Regions from separate parts of the Zea mays genome. Here region 1 is linked to region 2. Evidence: chromatin contacts called from public Hi-C data. All regions are on one chromosome and are shown on one strand. The core of a region is the stretch at or near the end of the contact, and the rest is flanking DNA. Distances in the headings are between cores, read along the strand shown. Region 1 holds the start of LOC100273263. Region 2 holds the start of LOC100501482.

Region 1 (5,995 bases), core at 1,628-4,127, 310 kb before region 2:
ATAGCCTTTTCATCTTTAAGTCGGTTTCATTTTCTGCTACCACGCCGAAGCTTTCCCGCTCACATCTTCGGCGCTGTATCAACCTTCGTATTATTTTGGGCTTCTCCTACTGTGATACCGACTCGAGTCCGAAGATACCTGTTCACACATTATACTCCAGAAATACTGTTAAATCCTGTTTTTGAGGACCTTCGTAAGCCGAAGGCCCCCAACATCGGCTATTTCTATGAACTGTGATAATCAAGATAAACAGTTCTAAAGATAATATGGAGTCAACAAGGCACATAAAGAGGCGTTTAAAATCTGTCAGGAAATTGAGAAACTCCGGAGTAATAGCGTTGGACTATGTTCATACGTCTAAAAATCTGGCAAATCAATTTACTAAGGGGCTATCACGTAGTGTGATAGATAGTGCATCGAGTGAGATGGGCTTGATACCCACCTAAAGTTTATCATATTGGTAACTTGTTCTATGTGACGGAGATCCCGTGAATTAGAATGGTGAAACAAGCTAGTGGTAGACTGAGAGGAAAGACCCTTAATAAGGTTCATTTTAGATGCACATCTTTCCTTACTGTTAGGTAGGATGGTGTTTACACCTTAATATGTTCCAAGTGGCTTTGTGAAGCAAAGATGTTGTCCTACAGAACATCTTTAGAGGAACATACCTATATGGGTTAACTGCTAGTCACAGTTTATGAGATCTGGGTGGTCTCTAGATACCCATGAAAGTCTATGGAGTTTGACTTATATGCTCCAACCAGAGGGGATGCGCTTGGCAACCTAGTACTGGTAAAGAGTTTAGATGAAACTTATTCCACGCAAAACTGTTAATTCAAGGCCTAACCCATTGTGCAGTTGTGGTCAAGTGTAGTCTAGATTCTAGTTGGATGTTCAACTTAACAGTCTCCATTGAAACACCAATATATCAAACATTTGAGATGATGAGAGCATTTTAGTGTGACTTAGCATTTGATGGAGATTGTTGAATTAATGTGGGCCTGACCCATATTAATATTCAATAATAGTCAATGCTATAGGCCCACTTTAATGCTACGGTGTACTAGTACTTTAGTACCATACTGTAAGTTCAAGGGACAATTCACTCAACTTAAATAGGTGGATCGTTGGTGCATCTATTGAGAAGCTGAGAAAAGGGTGAAAGACTGCCACGCGCGCGCGCCGCCGGTCGGGCCATGGCCGAGGCCGTGTAGATCAGACCTTGGTCCGAATATTCCTTCCTAACGGTTGCGCATTTTGCCTAGAGTGATGACCGTCCATTACTGTCGTACGTTACTTGTTGTTTCCTGTGTTATGGCTAGTAACGGACGTCCCTGATGGCGTCAGTTTCTGGCTGGCTGTAACGGTAGCTCTGATGGCGACCATTACTGTCTGATTGCCTCCCTCTGCGCGTGTATATATACGAGGAGGGGAGGCTGCTTCTGGGTTGACAGCACAGTACGCTCATACAGTGTCAGACGCGTTGCACACATCCATTCTCGTCCCACCTTCTGCGAGCATAGAGAGTGGGAGACCAGGCCTCCGAAATCGCCGTCCGTAAAGAGACACTTGCACGGGTGTGCGGACGATTAGGTTTTTGGGAGCGTACTCGCGACTGCTCGCTTCGTTCGCTCGACCAGCGCTGATCACGTTCCTCGTCGCCGGCACCGTTCGTGGGACTGCACTGCGAACATTTGCCTGCATGACTGCGTACGACTATATCGAACATACACCTGAGATGTCTCGTGTGAATGGAGTCACTGATACCTTGAGCATCGATCCCTCCGTAGGGTAGAATCTGTTATTTATATTTGTGCATATTTTATTGTTGTTTACTGATTATGTAAGTAGTGATATATATATATATATGCAGATACGTGTTGTTATATATATCACTGTGATTTTCGGGATTAAATTAAAACTGAAAATATAATTTCTCTAACAGGCGACAAATATTGGAGAACCCAAGTAGATTACAATTACAAAGAAACGGGCGCTTTGATAACTGGAAAAAAATTAAATTAAACATATATAGTGCTAGAAATAGTCCAATAATGATAATGCCACGGTGTGTGGTCCTGCTCCCGCGACCACAGTCATGAGTGACCGCGAGACTTGAATGCCTCTCCGTCCCATCAGAATCAGATGCAGCTTTCAGCGCAGGAGAGCCACACGGCAGCAGAAATATCAAGGTGTGAATCACGGTTCATAACATAAAACAACACAACGAGCAAAGCAATATATTTACATAGCGGCATCAATCATAGCCGACACGTGATTTTGGTTGCTGCTACTTTGGCATGTGCGTGGGCCCTACGTTGTTGCTAGGATACCCCCGGCCTCACTCATCCATTTTGTGTATGTTTGGTTTGTAGAGTCATCCAATGCATTATGAGGTGATGTATCATAAGTTTATTTTATTAATTTTGTTGAAATCAACTCACTCTTAATATATATATTAATTATTAGCTTATGAGAAATAGAGTGATGATGGATCAACTCATTTTATTCAACAAACTAAATAAAAATATGCGAAGTGAGAAGAAAATGGATCACTTCATTTATCAAACCAAACACACTCTTTATAGAGCTTTATTTATTACGTGGCTCCTTTTCCTTTTGCAGCCACTCTACAATTTCCCGTTTGACAACGGAGCCACGTGACTAGAAGTGGGGTATTTTATCTTACTATCCTAGGTTTAGTTCACCTTCATTCCAAATCAGCAGGTTGTGCACAAATTCAGTCTAATATCATGTCAAATCTTTTTTCTCGTTAACGACGGGATTTTGGAGAAGTTTGTAGGAAGTCTGTCTCCGGACCATATCCTAGCGTTAGCGTCCATGGATTATATGCTGACTCATTGCCACATTGGCCCCTCAACCATCCTCCCTCCACAGATCTCTCCGGGGAGGCAGCAACAGTTATGTCATATCATTGTCGCGTCCTCGTCCCCGTTCCATTTCATTATCCCCCCGGAGCTGGTGCGCGAGTCGGAGCTGGTGCAGGGTCACCCTTCCCCTCGGCCTCAAGAGCTCTGCGGTTGCCGCGGCCAAGGGCGTCCGTGGAGAAGCGGGAGCAGGTGGCGGCGATGGAAGAGCAAGGCGGCCAGGCGGCGCTCGGGTGGGCGGCCAGGGACGACTCCGGCGTCCTCTCCCCCTACAGCTTCTCCAGAAGGTGGTAGCATCTGTCACGGTCGCCCAGCACTGCTCTGCTCTGCTCTGCTCTGCCATATTTTATTGTGTTGTTGCAGCTCCTGGAAGATGTCTAATTACCTTCTCTGCAGTCTGCACAGTTTTGGGGTCTCTAGATTTTTGGTTAATCCTTGGTCAGAGGCTTACCTAATATAGAGTATTCTTGTTCATGGAATCCATTACTAATTTCAGGGTTCCTAAAGACGACGATGTCACGATCAAGGTGCTCTACTGCGGGATCTGCCACACCGACCTGCACGTCATCAAGAACGACTGGCGAAACGCCATGTACCCAGTCGTCCCGGGGTAACCGATCCAATTTCGCTAGCCTAGACGCCCCGGATGCTGTTGCAAAACTAACAGCCTCTGTCTGTCTGACCCCGTCGGCTGGCGTGGCGTGGCGAGCAGGCACGAGATCGTGGGCGTGGTGACCGGCGTCGGCGGCGGCGTCACGCGGTTCAAGGCCGGCGACACGGTCGGCGTGGGCTACTTCGTGGGGTCCTGCCGCTCCTGCGACAGCTGCGGCAAGGGGGACGACAACTACTGCGCGGGGATCGTGCTCACCTCCAACGGCGTCGACCACGCGCACGGCGGCGCGCCCACCAGGGGGGGATTCTCCGACGTCCTGGTCGCGAGCGAGCACTACGTGGTCCGCGTCCCCGACGGCCTGGCGCTGGACCGCACCGCGCCGCTGCTCTGCGCCGGCGTCACCGTGTACAGCCCCATGATGCGCCACGGCCTCAACGAGCCCGGCAAGCACCTCGGCGTCGTCGGCCTCGGCGGCCTCGGCCACGTCGCCGTCAAGTTCGGCAAGGCCTTCGGGATGAAGGTCACCGTCATCAGCACGTCCGCCAGCAAGCGCCAGGAGGCCATCGAGAACCTCGGCGCGGACGAGTTCCTCATCAGCCGGGACGAGGACCAGATGAAGGTGTGGGCACTGGGCTGGGATGCCCCCCTTCTCCACGCTCACTGCTATGTAATGTAACTAACGCGGCGACATATATATACGTATCTATGTGTGAGATGAGCAGGCGGCGACGGGGACCATGGACGGCATCATCGACACGGTGTCGGCGTGGCACCCGATCACGCCGCTGCTGGCGCTGCTGAAGCCGCTGGGGCAGATGGTGGTCGTGGGCGCGCCGAGCAAGCCGCTCGAGCTGCCGGCCTACGCCATCGTGCCGGGCGGGAAGGGCGTGGCTGGGAACAATGTCGGCAGCGTCAGGGACTGCCAGGCCATGCTCGAGTTCGCGGGGAAGCACGGCATCGGGGCCGAGGTCGAGGTCATCAAGATGGACTACGTCAACACGGCCATGGAGCGGCTCGAGAAGAACGACGTCCGCTACCGCTTCGTCATCGACGTCGCCGGCAGCCTCGGCTCTGCCGCCTAGGCATGGCTGCAAAGGTTTCAATCAGAGCCCAGCCGCAATAATTTGTTAGCTACCGAATGAATGATGGTCTACGCTTGTTGATGAGTTGGTGCTTTGTCGTGGTTTTGTGGATGTAATAATTCGATGTACAAATAAAAAAAGGGGAGACAAGGTGCTTGTTCCCTTGGTTTGGTGACAACTTGTTCGTTTACACCGATCTATCTCTAAATTAGTATGAATTAAAATTAAATTTATGTCACAATCTATATTCCAAAATAATCCAAACATAATTAAATTTTTTAATTCGATTAAACCCATCTTGAATTATAACCTAAGGTTTAGAAATTTTTTAAACTATGAAAGGCATGGATTCTATCCATAGCTCATTAGATATAGAACAAATCCATGAAGATATTGCACAAGTTTATATTAGAATTTATGGATTAAATGATGAATTTAATCCCACCATGAGATTAGGTGTGAGGTATAAATTCACCTAATTTAGACCAGGATTAAATCTATGGTAGGATTTTATCCCTTATAAACGAAATCCATTACCTAATGGGTTTGTGTACGTATTTGTTAATTAATTTGAGAGTAGGGGAGGGCAAAATAAAACCAAATTTAAAAAACTAAACCGAGCTGAATAAACCGAAAATTTTGATTTTTTTGAATTTCGGTTTTTGGATCGGTTTTATTTCCTGCGCTATTCGATCAATTGGTTTTGGTCTTTTTTTTCGAATTTTGGTTTTTTGGATTGGTTTTATTTCCTGTGCTATTTGGTCAATTGGTTTTGGTCCGGTTTTTTATCCGTGGACGAATACACCAAAATTCTACAATTCTACTTCTATAATCCATGGAAATCGAATCAATATGTGGTTATACTTCTATAATTTTGTAGTTAACTATATGATACATTTAAAGTATATGTTTTATTGCTTAATTGTGTTGATATAATATCCACTCACCATTCATGATATTGCGGAAATGAGACGATTCTATAATTTCGGTTTAAAATCGAAAATCGATTTACCGAACCGAACTATTTCGGTTAGTACGGTTCGATTTCTATTTTTCCTACGTGTATTTCGGTTCTTGTTTTTCAAAAACCATATTAACCAAACCGAATTAACCAAATGGTCATCCCTATTTGAGAGTACCAAGTCTATCTTTTTCTTCTCTCTCTTTATCGGATCATTCATTTATTGATTGTCATGACCTGACTGTCATTCAAATTTTAAACTTTGTGAAACCCCCTTAAAAGCCTTAACCCATAACCACCACCACTCAGTGTTCAATGTGAATCTCGTTAATAACTAGAAAGTCCTCTAAATTATGAAACTCAAATTGATCATGCTCCGAGACATCTTGAAAGTCGCCTAGAGGGGGTGAATAGACGAAACCTGAAATTTATAAACTTAAACACACACTAA
Region 2 (5,825 bases), core at 2,366-4,865:
CGCCGTCGTCGCCGCCGAGGGAGGCGGCGGCGGTGGGGCGTGCGTCTGGTCGTCGTCGGAGACGCTGGCGAGGCCCTGGACGAGGCGCACGATGTCCGCGGGGTCGTCCAGGTAGTACTTGGCCTTGCTGGGCTTGCGCCCCACCGTGCACGCGAACACCTCCGCCTCCGCCTGCAGGGAGGACACGCCCCTCGCGGCCGCCGCCGCCGCGATCACCTCGAACATGTCCTCGTCGGACCGGTCGTCGCCCACGCACAGCACGAAGTCCGGCAGGTCGTCGTCGGCGTCGCCCCGCTCCTGCGTCGTCGACAGGATCCGCTTCGCCACCAGGCCCTTGCTTACGCCCTGCGAAACCGGGGGGAAGGGCCAGCATTTTCCTTAGCACGACAGACAGACAGACAGACACGTCGCTAACTGAATCAACAGTAGCAGTTGCTGTTGTGAGCAGCGGCAGGCAGGCTTTTTATACTACCTGTGGCTTCACCTCGACGAGGTTGGGTCCAGCTTTCACTGAGACCGGCTCGTTTGCAAGCACGCTCTCCAGATGGTCGTGGAGCTCCTTGGCCTGGCAGGATCCGAAATCTGGATCGGCGTCCTCGTAGCACCACACGATGGCAGTCTCCTTGTCCTCAATAGTCGACCCGTCCGTAGTCTCGGTATAGGTCTTCATCACAGGCTCTGCGATCTGCTTCCAGCTGCAGTCTATCACCGGAACGCATGTCTCCCATTCTGCGTCTCTTCTCAGCCTACACAACCGTCGACAGCATCAGCGATTAGTGTGTGTGCTCTCCAGCAGTAGCAGATCACGAACTGCTTGGGAGACAGCAGGAAGTTATTATTTTACCTGAGGAAGCAGCCGTGTTCAGCTGCTAGTCCAAGGCTCTCACATGGTAAGAACCATTCGTTCAGAGTCATCCGGCTCTTTGCGCTCACAAGGAAGACCATGTTGTTCCTGTCGCGGCAAAGGCTGTTCAACATGTCTATCGTCCTTGAGGTAGGACTCTTACCGAGCGAAGTCTGCGGCATCAGCGTCCCATCGTAGTCTAAGAGAATGACACGCTTCTTCGTCCTCCGGTAGGCCAAGACCAAGTGCTCCACCGCAAGCTTCTTGAAGTTTGGGTCGAGGGCCACAACCCTGAACTTCAGCCCAAACCCTATGCCCCAGCAACGCCTCCTGTTATGGTCGAGGCAAATCCGCTCAAGATCTTGCAGGAAGCTGTTCGCCCAGTACCCGACGTCGTGCGTGCTCACGTATCTGTGGTGTTTCTCATGTCTCAACACCTTCTCCCCTTCCGGCATCTCCAGCGCGTAGTCCATTGCGTCGGCTACTGAATCGATGTTCCAAGGGTTCACACGGATAGCGCCGCTCAGGGAGGGCGAGCAGCCGATGAACTCTGACACGACAAGCATGCTCTTCTTCCTTGAAGCCGGACCAAGGCCTAGAATACTATCTATCCTCTCATTCCCTTGTCGAGCAATTACGTACTCGTATGGGATCAGGTTCATCCCGTCCCTCACTGCAGTGACCAAACAGCACTCCGCGACGACATAGTAAGCCATCCTCTCATAGAACTGCAGAGGCTGGTCGATCAGTATCACCGGCTGGTAACCTGGCTGCCCGAACGCGTCGTTGATGCGCCTCACCATTGCATCGCTCTCTTCCTGTACCTCCCTCACATCCTTTCCCCGCCCCCTTGCTGGATTGGCGATCTGAACAAGCACCACCCTTCCCCGCCACTCCGGATGCTGCATTAGGAGCTGCTCAAACGCCAAAAGCTTCAAGCTAATTCCTTTGAAGATATCCATGTCATCAACACCAAGCAACAGCAGACGGTTCCGATGACAGAACTGTTTCAGAAGCTCGGCCACCTTGACCCCAAGCTCCGGGAGGTTGAGGACTGACCGTAGCTGCTCCAAGTGTACTCCCACAGGCAAGATCTTGATAGTAACTGTCCGGCCATAGTACTCCAGAGCAATGTAGCCCCTCTGCGACTCATACTTGAGCCCGAGCATCCTGCTGCAGCACGACAAGAAGTGTCTGGCATAATCAAAAGTGTGGAAGCCAATCAGATCGGCGTTCAGCAGCGACCGGAGCAGCTCCTCACGCACAGGCAGGGTCTTGTAGATCTCCGACGACGGGAAGGGGCTATGGAGGAAGAACCCGAGCTTGACCCGGTTGAAGCGCTTCCGCAGGAATGTGGGGAGCACCATGAGATGGTAATCGTGCACCCAGACGAAGTCTTCGTCGGGGCTGATCACCTCCAGGATCTTGTCGGCGAAGATCTTGTTGACCGACACGTAGGCCTGCCAGAGGAGGCGGTCGAAGCGGCCGCCTAGCTCCGGCGACAGTGGCAGCATGTAATGGAACAGTGGCCAGAGCTGCTGCTTGCAGAAGCCGTGGTAGAAGCGGGAGCGGAGGTCGGCGGGCAGGAAGGTGGGAACGCAGCGGAAGCCCTCGAGGAGGTCGTGCGCGACCTGGTCGTGCTCGGCTGGGGGCACGTCGTCGCGGAGGCCGCCGACGTAGACGAACTCCACGTCCGCGCGGCCGTGGTGCGCGCGGAGGCTGTCCTTGACCTGCAGGAGGAGGCTGTCCTGGTCCCACGCGAAGTCCCACCCGCCGCCGCCGGCGCCGGCGGCGGCGCGGCGGGAGGCGCGGACGGGGAGCTGGTTGGCGACGATGATGACGCGCTCCCGCGGCGCGTGGGAGGACTGGTCGGCGGCGGAGGCGGCGTCGGAGACGTCGAGGTCCGGCACAATGCCGGAGGCCGTCACGACGCGCGGTATCCGGCGGCGCCCCAGCGACGGCAGCGGCTCGCCGCCGCTGCCGCCGGCGGCGAGCTCCAGGAGGTTCGAGTAGGATCTGGACACCATGCCCGCACGGGCGACGTCACAGCGAGCTGCCTGCCGCTGAACCTCCAAACAAGGATTCGATCTTTCACCGCTCGCCCTCCAAACCAAGATCCGGCGAACAGTACTCTGGAGAGGGTCTCAAGAAAAAGCTTCGCAGGCAGCTTAAGAATGAACGGCCGGCGGAGATGGAAGAGGATCTGCTGTCCACCAGTCTCCGGCGGCGAAGAGATAAATCTCGGCAAGGGAATCGAATCCGCAGAGCAACTAGTAACAATCAGAAAACCGAAAAGGCTGCCCTCCCTCCCTCCCTCCCTTTCCGGAAAAAAAAACCCACAAGCAGCTTTCGGCCGAAATCAATCCGGACGACCGAGCAACGACGTCTCAGGTGCTCCAGCTGGGACGGCCACTACCACTACCACACCTCGACAGACCGGCGGCAGGGGGGAGACAGAGTCTCGCGCGCTCGCCGACGACGACGACCCGGTCCTGGACCGGCATTTGGCCACCTCCGCCTCGCCCTCGCTCTGCAACGCACGGCAGCGCCAGGCAGCCGCTGCCGCAGCCGCAGCCGGCAGGATGGGTAGGAACCGGCTGGATGGAGAAGAAAGGATTTGGCGGGGCAGGGAAAGCAAACCCCGTTTCCAGGAAGGAGGAGGGATTCGAGCGAGGCGTGGGCTGGCAGCGCCGCTCGCTGGATATAGGAGGCGGCGCGGAACGGAAGCGATTCTTGGCCTCGGGTCGCGTGCAGGGGGCGTGGTGGACTGGTGGTGGTGGCTCTTGAGCGATCGCAAGAGACGCTGAGATGTGTTTGTTTAAGTAGCAAGCAGCAGGAGCAGCAGCCGAGAGAACGAGTTGCGATAAGCTTTAGCGTTTTATTTTATTTTAGTTTAGTAGCAGAGACGCCGATCCGGAGCCGAGCAGCCGAGCCGAGTGGCCTCGCGATGGAGACGCGCCGAATAAAATACTAGTAATACAACTCGGGCGATTTGCTGGAAACAACCCTGTGTTCTTGTTGTTTATCGCTTGGGTGGCCGCTTGCCCTCTGCCTGCCGTCCTGTCCTGCTGCCCACGCCCACCCACCCGCCCAGCAGCTGTTCGGATCACGATTATGGTATGCTGCTGCCTCGAACGAAAGCGTTATCCTGTTTGCTGGTTTTTAGATAGCGAGCACACGTTTTGGTCGCTCAAAGAGCGTGTTGGGGGAGGTGGGGATTTGTTCCTCCGGACTCTCTACCAAGGCAAGCAGGAACGGGACGGAAGCGTTCCTTGCGAAACCTGGAGTCTTATCTGTCGCCCGCCTGCTCCGTCTCCAATTTATTTATTTATTTATTTATTTATTTCCGTTCGTAGCTGCACGCCTGCACATACATGCGATCTTTTGACTTCAATTGTTTTTCCAAGAAAGGACTGGATAATGACGCGTTGTTTTTTCTCCTGCCAGCCAGCAACTCTTAAGCCCGTCCGCCGCCGCCCCATCCGCGCACTGCTAAAAACTGGACAAGGAATCAATCGCTCCTAAACAAATCCTGTGCCTGCAGCGCAGGAGTTTTTATTTTTTTATTTTTTTATTTTTTTTGCCCCCCGATCCGCCTCGATCGGCATGTGAATAACAGGAGGCCGAGGGACCACCGTGAAAAAAAAAGTTGGGTTGTTCACACGCAGAGACAGCGCAGTACAGGGGGAGCTAGCTGGAAGCGTGAGTTCCCACGATCTGCATCTGCCTGCCAGTGCCAAGGCGAGCGAAAAAGGGGACCACGCCGCGCTGAGCCCTATCCACTTCCGGACCCTCTCGCGCCGTCCGATCCCCATCGGGCGGCCGGGGCAGCCCGCGTGGGAAAATATCCGCCCGCGTCGGCCGTGTGAGATCGCCGCTCCCGCGCACGTGCGGCCGCCTACGTGTCGCCCGGGAAGGGCGCCGCGGCACGTGCCGCGGCCCAGCTGTCGCTCCCCCCGGGCAGGAAGAAAGAGAGGGTTTTTTTTCTTCCCTGTGGCAGGGGCCCGTCGGGAGCTTGGGTTTAGCCGGCCTGGACGGCTAAGACCAACTCCAGCAACACTCCGCATCCGTATTATACATGCTCTGAGTCACTATTTCGCTCTCCAGCAGGCTTCGCATCTGTTTCCGCAAAACAGACGCCGTGTACCTGCACTCCCCTTTTCCACGGTTTCTCTCTCCTCTCCCCAGAAGACTGCATGCGCCACCTCCTGCTCGCGGGCCCCAGCTGTCATAGACTGCATGCGGAGTGCAAATACGGAGTCTGCTGGAAACGGGGACGGATACGGAGAGGAGAGAGAAACTGTTGGCCGTGCTAAATAGGGATACGGAGAGAGAGTCTGCTGGAGTTGGTCTAAGGATATCCACAACCGTTACCTCTAAATTTTTTCATCTATGTTTCTCCTTATTTTTTATCTCCGGCAGCGGTTCCCTCTAAATACTCTCTATACCTCACTACAACTATAAAATATCATTTTCTATATAACTATCAATTTTTTATCTACTAACAATTACTCGTGGACTCACAGCACAGTGTTTAGGGTGATGAACAGTGGCACGCTAGATTTGGGGGAGAAAGAAGGAAGTCGACACGTAGGGGGCACCGCTGCGACCGTGGGATACCCCTACAGCCGGCATGCAAGGGGATGGCTAGCGTTTACTGCTGCGCACAGCCTAAGACCAACTCCAGCAGTGTGCGACTCCGTATCCCTAAAACGCGCGGCCGACACATTCTCTCTCCTCTCCGTATCCGGCTCCGTTTCCAGCAACACTCCCCATCCCACTCCGCATGCAGTCTATGACACATGGGCCCCGCCAGCAGGCGCGCGCGCACGCAGAGAGTTGCGGAGAGGAGAGAGAAAGTGTGGAAATGGGGAGCGCAGGGACACGGCGTCCATTTTGCGGAGAGGGATGCGGAGTCTGCTGGAGCGCGCAACAATGCCTCAGACCGCGCAAAATGGGGATGCGGAGTCGGATATGGAGT

The links. Hi-C and Micro-C count contacts between places; a contact is called where the count stands out from the background.
Region 1: a Hi-C map of bundle sheath shows a contact between it and region 2, with 2.3 times the contacts expected there. The contact joins the promoter of LOC100273263 here to the promoter of LOC100501482 in region 2. A contact is called at or near these places in 2 of 25 Hi-C or Micro-C datasets (bundle sheath and leaf mesophyll).

The regions. Positions count from the first base shown.
Region 1 is chr7:112,934,017-112,940,011 of Zm-B73-REFERENCE-NAM-5.0, reverse strand. LOC100273263 reads left to right here and starts at 2,877. Exons shown (of 4, transcript NM_001147705.1): 1 at 2,877-3,175; 2 at 3,385-3,498; 3 at 3,601-4,120; 4 at 4,224-4,759. The coding sequence starts at 2,925. The coding sequence ends at 4,583.
Region 2 is chr7:112,625,033-112,630,857 of Zm-B73-REFERENCE-NAM-5.0, reverse strand. LOC100501482 reads right to left here and starts at 3,615. Exons shown (of 3, transcript NM_001366928.1): 1 at 845-3,615; 2 at 473-746; 3 at 1-345. The coding sequence starts at 2,871.